Regions from separate parts of the Zea mays genome. Here region 2 is linked to region 1. The links are chromatin contacts, called in public Hi-C maps. All regions are on one chromosome and are shown on one strand. Each heading gives the region's core, a stretch centred on a gene start, on an enhancer-like site or on the middle of the called end of the contact. The rest is flanking DNA. Distances are from core to core; before and after follow the strand shown. Region 1 has its middle 63 kb from the start of LOC100194056. Region 2 has its middle 18 kb from the start of LOC542192.

Region 1 (3,589 bases), core at 314-2,813:
ATTCCCCGTGGTTAAATATTAAACTATATTATAAATTGGTTAATATACATCATATGAGAGAATATATTCTAAATATTTAGTTTATCTTTAATATATATTATAACTTGTTTAAAAATCATATTATAGTAAAATTGTAATTATATACATAACAATCCTTGATTAGTAAAATAAATCTACTACTCAAAGGGAAACTTCTAATTTTAAAAGTGTGGGGTATGTCACAACTAATGTTACTACTGCGTAGGCAAATTTATCACAAAACTATCGCAATTTGAACGGGTCAAATTGGAGTTACAGTGGATTAAATATGAATTACAAAAGTTTCTGAATTTATGTTACACTAAAAATCAATTTCTAGGATTTACTCATAAATTTGAATAGCATTTGGACCGAGGGAACAAAATCCCGAGAGCTCAGAGTTCAAACCCTAAATTCCAGGACCCGCTTGTTTTGATTCTTAAAGGTGGAAGGACCGTGGGTTGTTTTGTATGACCTGTGGGGGCTCTTTTGTAAAACGGCTCGGGCGAAGGGGTTACTGACCATTAAGATCTGTTGGATCACAAATGGACGACATCGATTAGATCACTATTTAATCGAACTGGTATGTACTGAGAACCGTTGATCCCAAGATCAGCGGCCTAGATTTTAAACACTACGATCAAATCTTACGCGCATAATTTGGATCGGACGACCGGGATCAAAATCCGAACCGATATGCTTTTCCGGTCACCGGATCTCTTACCAACGGTCAGGATTTTATGCAAACATGATCTAATCTTATCCCCTCGTTCCCGATCAAACGGCGCACAACCCATCAAGTCAAGGGGTAAGCTACGTTTTAATTTGTACCGCCCGCGCCAGGGTCAACGGCTGGTGCGCGATTCCTGTCTCCCTCCTGCTTGAACGCGGGACAGCGCGGTGGAGCAGAGCTCCCATGGCGATGCACTCGCCGGAGCAGGTGATGTTGCGCCCTAGAGCCCCAAACCCCAAACTGAATGGTGCTACGCGTAGAAGAGACCAGAACGAACTAGGTAGGAGTGTTCTTACCAGGATGAACATGCCGACAGCCCCCGACCATGGCTTGGTGCGGGTCCGCCGTGGCGCCCAACTCCGTTGAGAAATTGGCGAACCACTGGGGGGTCCTCATGCCTAGAACCACGTCGGCCACATGCAGGCATCACTGGTGGCTCTCCCCGACCGCCCATAGGGGACCCGACGGTCGCCAATAGGTTTTCTAGGGTGGCAGCCATTTTCTTCTATCTCTCTTTCCGGCACTGGCAGCAGGATGCAGGGGGTGTTACGGAGCCAAGCACTTTTATATAGCCGAGGGGTTCCATGGCCCCGAGAAGTGCGTGAATCTATAGCATCCAATCAACAACGACAGTCACGGGGGATCTGTTGGGTTTCCCTTGGTCCAGAGCTGGGAGCGAAGATTTCCCAGTGCACACACGAAGTCCAACATGGTTTGTTACGGGGGAAAGGTGATTCTGGCAAGCCAGGCCCACGCAGCATCGATTCGTGCGCGTGCGCGCAGAGATGGGACGCGGACGCAGTGTGGGAGGTTGACGAAGCGGGCCCCGCACGTAAGTGTGACAAAACAAAAGAAAAGGGGAAAGGAGTGGAATGGGACATGCGGGGAGAGAAGTGGAGATGGCCTGACCGTGAGGAGAAGTGGGCCAGAAGCAGGGAATTCGGCCCAAGCACAGGGTTACCATCTCTTCTTTTTTTCCAAATTCTTATTTCATTTCTATTTTCAAATTTTGAACTCTAAAGCAGATTCAAACAAGGTTTGAATTTCAAACTTAATTCAATGCTCAGTCAAAGATCCAGGATGCCATGCAAAGTTTATTTTATTTATTTATTGGTTAATTATTCACCTAAATAAATGTTTCTATATGCATAATTCTTAAGAGAATAATTCACACATTACTTTATTTTGTTTGGGAGAAATTTAATATAAAAACTTCACCATGATTTGAGTCAAATATTGTTTAAGGAGTGCTCTAATTATAAAGTTATAATAAATAGATTGAAAGTGTTTCTTTTACCTATTGTTCCGTAATTTCAACTTGAACTTTAGTTTTTCAGATTTGAATCTCAGTTCTTAACCTACTAAGCTCTTGTTATTACTATTTATTTATTTTAGTGAGATATACTTTGACAAGAAAGGAATCTATGATAGTTTAACTCAAATAGTTTTGAATAAAATTTTTATGAATCCCAAACTAAAATTTTTGAGTGTTACATAAAGCTATTACAACCCAGTCCTAATTTTATCAAATTAAACCCCGAAGTTTTAGGTATTGCAATCTGCACTCCTAGGTTCTGTGTGATTCATAAAATTAAATAAAGAAATTAATTTTAAGTATGAAATTAATGGAATAAACTTAGCTAATCCATATTGTTGGGGGTTTCTTCTCCGCCGAAGGTCCTCAAGGCAAAAACACCTTCGACAAAGGGATACAGAGATCCTCTTTTCCTCTACTGAAGGTTCTCAAGACGAGGACCTTGAGTAGAAGCAATATTGACAAATGTCCAAGCTACCATCAGCTTCGGTTCAAGTCAAGCAGAAGAAGGAAAGACCAGATAGACCTTAGTATTTCAGGTTGTCTGTAGATAAATGTTGAGGGTCATGAATGTAATATTACCCGGGCTGCGTCCCGTGCCTATAAATAGATGAATAGTAACACCGTATTGTTCACGCTGATTTGTAATCACTCTTTTGCGTCTTTACCTTCGAGCAAGACGAAGGTATCAATGTAATATTAATACTGTTAATATTCATATACATTTTATGGAATGCAAATATAAATGAATTAATGAAATACAGTTACTGTCTTTATCCTTTCACATTCCTATTCACATATTAAATGATGAAGGTATGTCCTTCTTGACCTTCGTCTGATGAGCATTATACCCATGTGGAGATAATGCTTCGGAAGATGAAGGTCCGTAATAATTTACAATCGTGTTGCCTTGTTCTTGACCTACAACATCTGAGAACAAGTGACTAACATTGGTGCCCACCTCCGGTAAACTCACTTCCACGACTGCGACAATGGCTTTGCAAGGCAACCAAGATGTGGCACCTTCAGCTACGAAGCTGGTGCTCCCAATCACAGGCGGCCCAAGTTCTGAACCAACCAACAAGAAGCAGAAGAAGGAAGCACAAAGAAGGGTACAACATGTTGGAGTTCATGGACCCTTCATCAAGTCCATGTGGTCTCATATACCAATCACCTTCTCCCAGGAAGACCTTCAGCTCAAGGATTATCCTCACAATGATGTAATGGTTATATCTTGTGTCATCAAGGGGTTTCTGGTTCACCATGTCCTTGTAGACACAGGCAGTGCAGCAGATATCATCTTTGCAAAAGCTTTTAGGCAGATGCAGGAGCAGGATGACAAGATACATGATGCAACACACCCCCTCTATGGCTTCGGAGGAAGGCAAATAATGGCACTTGGCAAGATAACCATGCCAATTACCTTCAGTTATGTTCACAATACAAGGACAGAGCAAGTTGTCTTTGATATTGTTGATATGGAGTATCCTTACAATGCCATCATTGGGCGAGGAACATTAAAT
Region 2 (3,969 bases), core at 10-2,509, 250 kb after region 1:
TTTACCCAACTTCGGGGCACTATAACTCTTGATCTGTGAGTATTTAGCTTAGGGCTTCTACAGAAAACTTGTAGAGTTTGGTGTTGTGAACATGTTTTGTGAACCAAGGTTGGCTTGTTGTTACTAAGAACTGGGAGAAAGATTGCTTGTAGCTGTGCTGTCAGACTAGGATTTCAGCAATAGGTTCAGTAAACTGAATCTGAAATTCAGTGTTTTTCATTGGGTTTTTAAGCTCCCCTATACCTAGTCCATGGAGATTCGAGCTGTATAGCAAAGAGTTAAAGGGTATATTGGAGAGCAATTTGTATTTAGGTCATTTCTTTGGTATCATTTGGAATCATGTGATGCAAGGAGTGGAAGATGTGGGTTCAGTCTGGTGTCGAATTCAGTTTAGAATCTGAAGTTTGATTCAGTTCACTAAAGAATTTAGAAAGCAGCAGGTTCTTCTCAATTTTGGACCTCTTTAGTTTCTAAATTTTCGAACTTTTGGTGGGTAATCATTATATCAAACCTGAAGATCTGTTGTTGAGAAACAATTTCGGTTAAGAAGGATTTCCCTGTCCTTATTTCGATCTAGGAAAAACTTTGCTCGAAGTTGAGCTATCCGACATGTTCGGCACTGAACTGGGATGTGGGCTGATGGGAGCCATGCTCAACCTGAATGTGGACATCAAACTAGTTCCTGTGTGCGGTGTAAGACAACGAATGCAGGGGAAAGGTGTCTAACCGGCAGCCGGCAGGGACGAAGCGCAGAAGCCCGACCACGGAGAGTGGGTCGTCCGCGGCGGATTCATTCACCGGCAAGAAATTCGCCGAGCCCTGGCCGCCCACGCCCCCGAAGTTCCATGCGGAGACGTCTGAAAACCCTTGACAAAGCTTCCCCGAGCGCATCTTTTTTCCCTAAGTCGGCGGCAATCTCTAGTATGTGGCAACGGCGACGGACAAGTTTCTACACCGCGGCGACGTCACACGGGTGCTACGGTTTGATGAACATGGGAGGCGCGAGGGCGCTGAGCTTTATACCCAGACCCGAGGAGATAGAGAGCAACGACTGGCGAGAGTTTCATGGACAGATCATCGGCCGTTCCGAGCTCGTCGTCGCGCGATGGGGAGGGAGGAGTCCGACTGGCCATCTGGACCCATACGACAGCGGCGCAAGGAAACAGTCCGCGTGTGAGCAAGCTTCTAGCAGTGGGTCCTAAGTCAGCGAGCGCTAGCAAGTCGGACGCGTGCGAGCAGGGGTGATGGCATTGGCTGACAACTATGGCCCACCCGACAGAGGCCTGACGCGCAGGACCAAGGAAACAAGCGGAGTGGGCCGCGCGGTGGGAGAAATGGTATTGGGCCGAGGGGGAGAGAAATCGGCCCAGGTGAGTCTTTTTTCCTTTTTTTATTTCTTTTTCTGGTTTTATTTTTCCTATTTCAATTTCAAATATTCAAGCCAATTCAAATTTCTGTTTTGAATTTCAAATGTCCAATCTAAAATATAATCCAAATGTGAATACAAATCCTACTATTTTCAATATTATTATTTATTCTCCTTCCTATTATTTAATTCTAGTAATAAATGACTTTATTACAATTTACTTTCTCATTTTCTGTTTTATATTCTCATTTATAATTTGAGGTCAAATTTAAGTTATGATTCTTTTATTTCAATAAAATGCATCCCAACAAATTTATCAGCATGAGATGCACATTTCTTTATTTATTTATTGGTTACTTGACTAATTTAATATTATTATCTGATTATGAAAAGGAAGGGAACTAATAAATCTCCAAAAAAAACCAAAACACTAGCATAATTATATTTATTTATTTGTATCATTATTTTTCTCTGATACAAATTTTTGGGCTTTACAGTTCATCACGGTCATCACGAAGTGCCTTATGGTAAGAGGTAAAATGAGTATTCCATCCTCTAGTGATGATAGGAGTAGTGATGATGAAGGTGAGGGAAAGGCCTCCGTAGATGAGCTTACGGAAGCCGTAAATTTTTTTTAGGATGCATGCTCTAAACAAAAGGCTCAACCTAAAACTCTAAAAATAAGTTGATTAGCTCTCAAAATGATTATAAATGTTTACTAGAAAAATTTGAAACATTTGCAATTTGAATTGTGAGCTATCAACTAAAATTGAGCAACTAGAGTCTAGTGCTCCATCCTCAGCTACCGATGATGGCCTGGTTAAAAAGAATGAAGAACTTAAGGCTAAGTTAGCTAGCTCTCAAGAAGCCATTGAAAACTTCCTAGGAAAAATGGAAATTCTTAGCATACATAATAATGAGTTAACCACCAAGTTAGAAAACATCGGTAGCACCCGAGGAGTATCTTTGGTTGAAATACCTAAAATTATTAAGACAGATGCTTCTACTTCTTACTTTGATTTCATTAATGATTCTAACCCCTACAATCAAGTTCTTGTTAAGAATGTTGTTATAGAAACATGTTTAGATGAGATTGCAATGGAGAATGAGCAATTAAAGCAAGAAGTGGCTCGCCTTGGCAAGGATCTATATGACAAGAAAGGCAAAGCCAAACAAAGCCAACCTCCTCAGGATAACACCTATGCAGGTGTGAACAAGCCTGTGCAGGAAGAAACTATGATTTGTAGGCTATTCCACGAGTAAGGCCACAAGTCTCCAATGCAAGGCGATGACCGGGGATAAGCAAAAGGAAAAGCTCAAGCAAAAGCCAAGAAGCAAAATCTCCAACACCTACATCAACAGGGTGGATAAAAAGAATGCTACACCATACTTGATCAAGAAGAAAAAGAATGGAAAGGTGATAGCAATCAAGGCCAACAAGCAAGCCAATAAAGGAAAAGGGGCCAAACGCATCTGGGTGCCAAAGGAGATTATCCCAACCATGAAAAGCACCAAGAAGGTATGGATCCCAAGAGGGAAGTGAGAAGTCTGAAGGACATCGGGGAATTTGGAGACTCGGCAAAATTGAGATGTATATCATGGGATGTATCATATTGGATCAAGTCTATTGCAAGTGGGTTGGTGAATACTTTGGACCCAAGTTCCACACCCATATTGAATTTCCTTTTTAGATATGTGTAACTATTTTCTTGTATCTAGTTTTTACCTAAAATGCCTAGTTTTGCATGTTATATTTTCTTTTGATATTAACTGCATGCATAATAGGTCAATCATATGGTAGGAATGCTCGCGTTCAATTCATATTCTTGAGCAAGCCTACATGGTTTAAAAGATTAGTTAAGCATGGCACATAGCTTATTAAACATTCTAAGTAAATGATATTCCAATTGGTATTGGTATATGACATATTCCACATTTGATATCCTCCATACTTCAATTGGTATCATTTAACTTATATGTGTCAAAGCTCGGATTATAGATAATTTGTCCCTCTTGATATCAAAATCAAAGTACATGTCTCCTACAAGTATTCAAAACATGTATGCACACTTTCAGGGGGAGGTTACTCTATAATCTAAGCCTTTGAGACTAACACCTGCTTTCAAGTCTATTATATGTAGTAGTCTCATTAAAGGAAAATGGAGTCCCCGGAGAAAGACAATAAGTTTCCACTGCAAATCTACAAGCAGTTTCATGTCTCACATGACTACATGTCTTCTCCAATTATTGATTAGACTATATTTCATATATTATACTTCACATGTTGCTGAATACATATGTTGTCAAAATATATCTGTTACCAATGCATAGGGGGAGGTAGTCTAATCAAATCTTGTCTTGTACCTCTATTTCTCATATGCTTTTTCCTAAGTAGAAGATCTCTGACAGGGGAGTATTTGTTTCGTCTATGACATAGAGGGAGAATATTCTTTCAAAAGGAGAACACTCGTTTAGGAGGAGTAATCTTTTAGTGCTTCAATTAATAAATCTCTTAAGAGGGCAAGTCTTATTTGCTTCCTATGTGCTTTTACTATCTACCTTTTCGGTGGTTGATGCTAAAGGGGGAGAAGATTTAGGGACCA

What was found. A called contact is a pair of places that touch in the nucleus more often than the background predicts.
Region 2: a contact with region 1 is called in a Hi-C map of endosperm, with 4 times the contacts expected there. The contact joins two enhancer-like sites. A contact is called at or near these places in 3 of 25 Hi-C or Micro-C datasets (ear, endosperm and leaf).

What each region holds. Positions count from the first base shown.
Region 1 is chr6:58,231,183-58,234,771 of Zm-B73-REFERENCE-NAM-5.0, forward strand. No RefSeq gene overlaps it. Among protein-coding and RNA genes, the nearest start is that of LOC100194056, 63 kb to the right of the region's middle. Within about 2 kb of position 1,564, at least 18 of the 20 cell types and tissues checked have an H3K27ac peak or open chromatin away from gene starts, as enhancers often do. A contact at or near this core is called in ear, endosperm and leaf, where this site is marked.
Region 2 is chr6:58,483,567-58,487,535 of Zm-B73-REFERENCE-NAM-5.0, forward strand. No RefSeq gene overlaps it. Among protein-coding and RNA genes, the nearest start is that of LOC542192, 18 kb to the right of the region's middle. Within about 2 kb of position 1,260, at least 19 of the 20 cell types and tissues checked have an H3K27ac peak or open chromatin away from gene starts, as enhancers often do. A contact at or near this core is called in ear, endosperm and leaf, where this site is marked.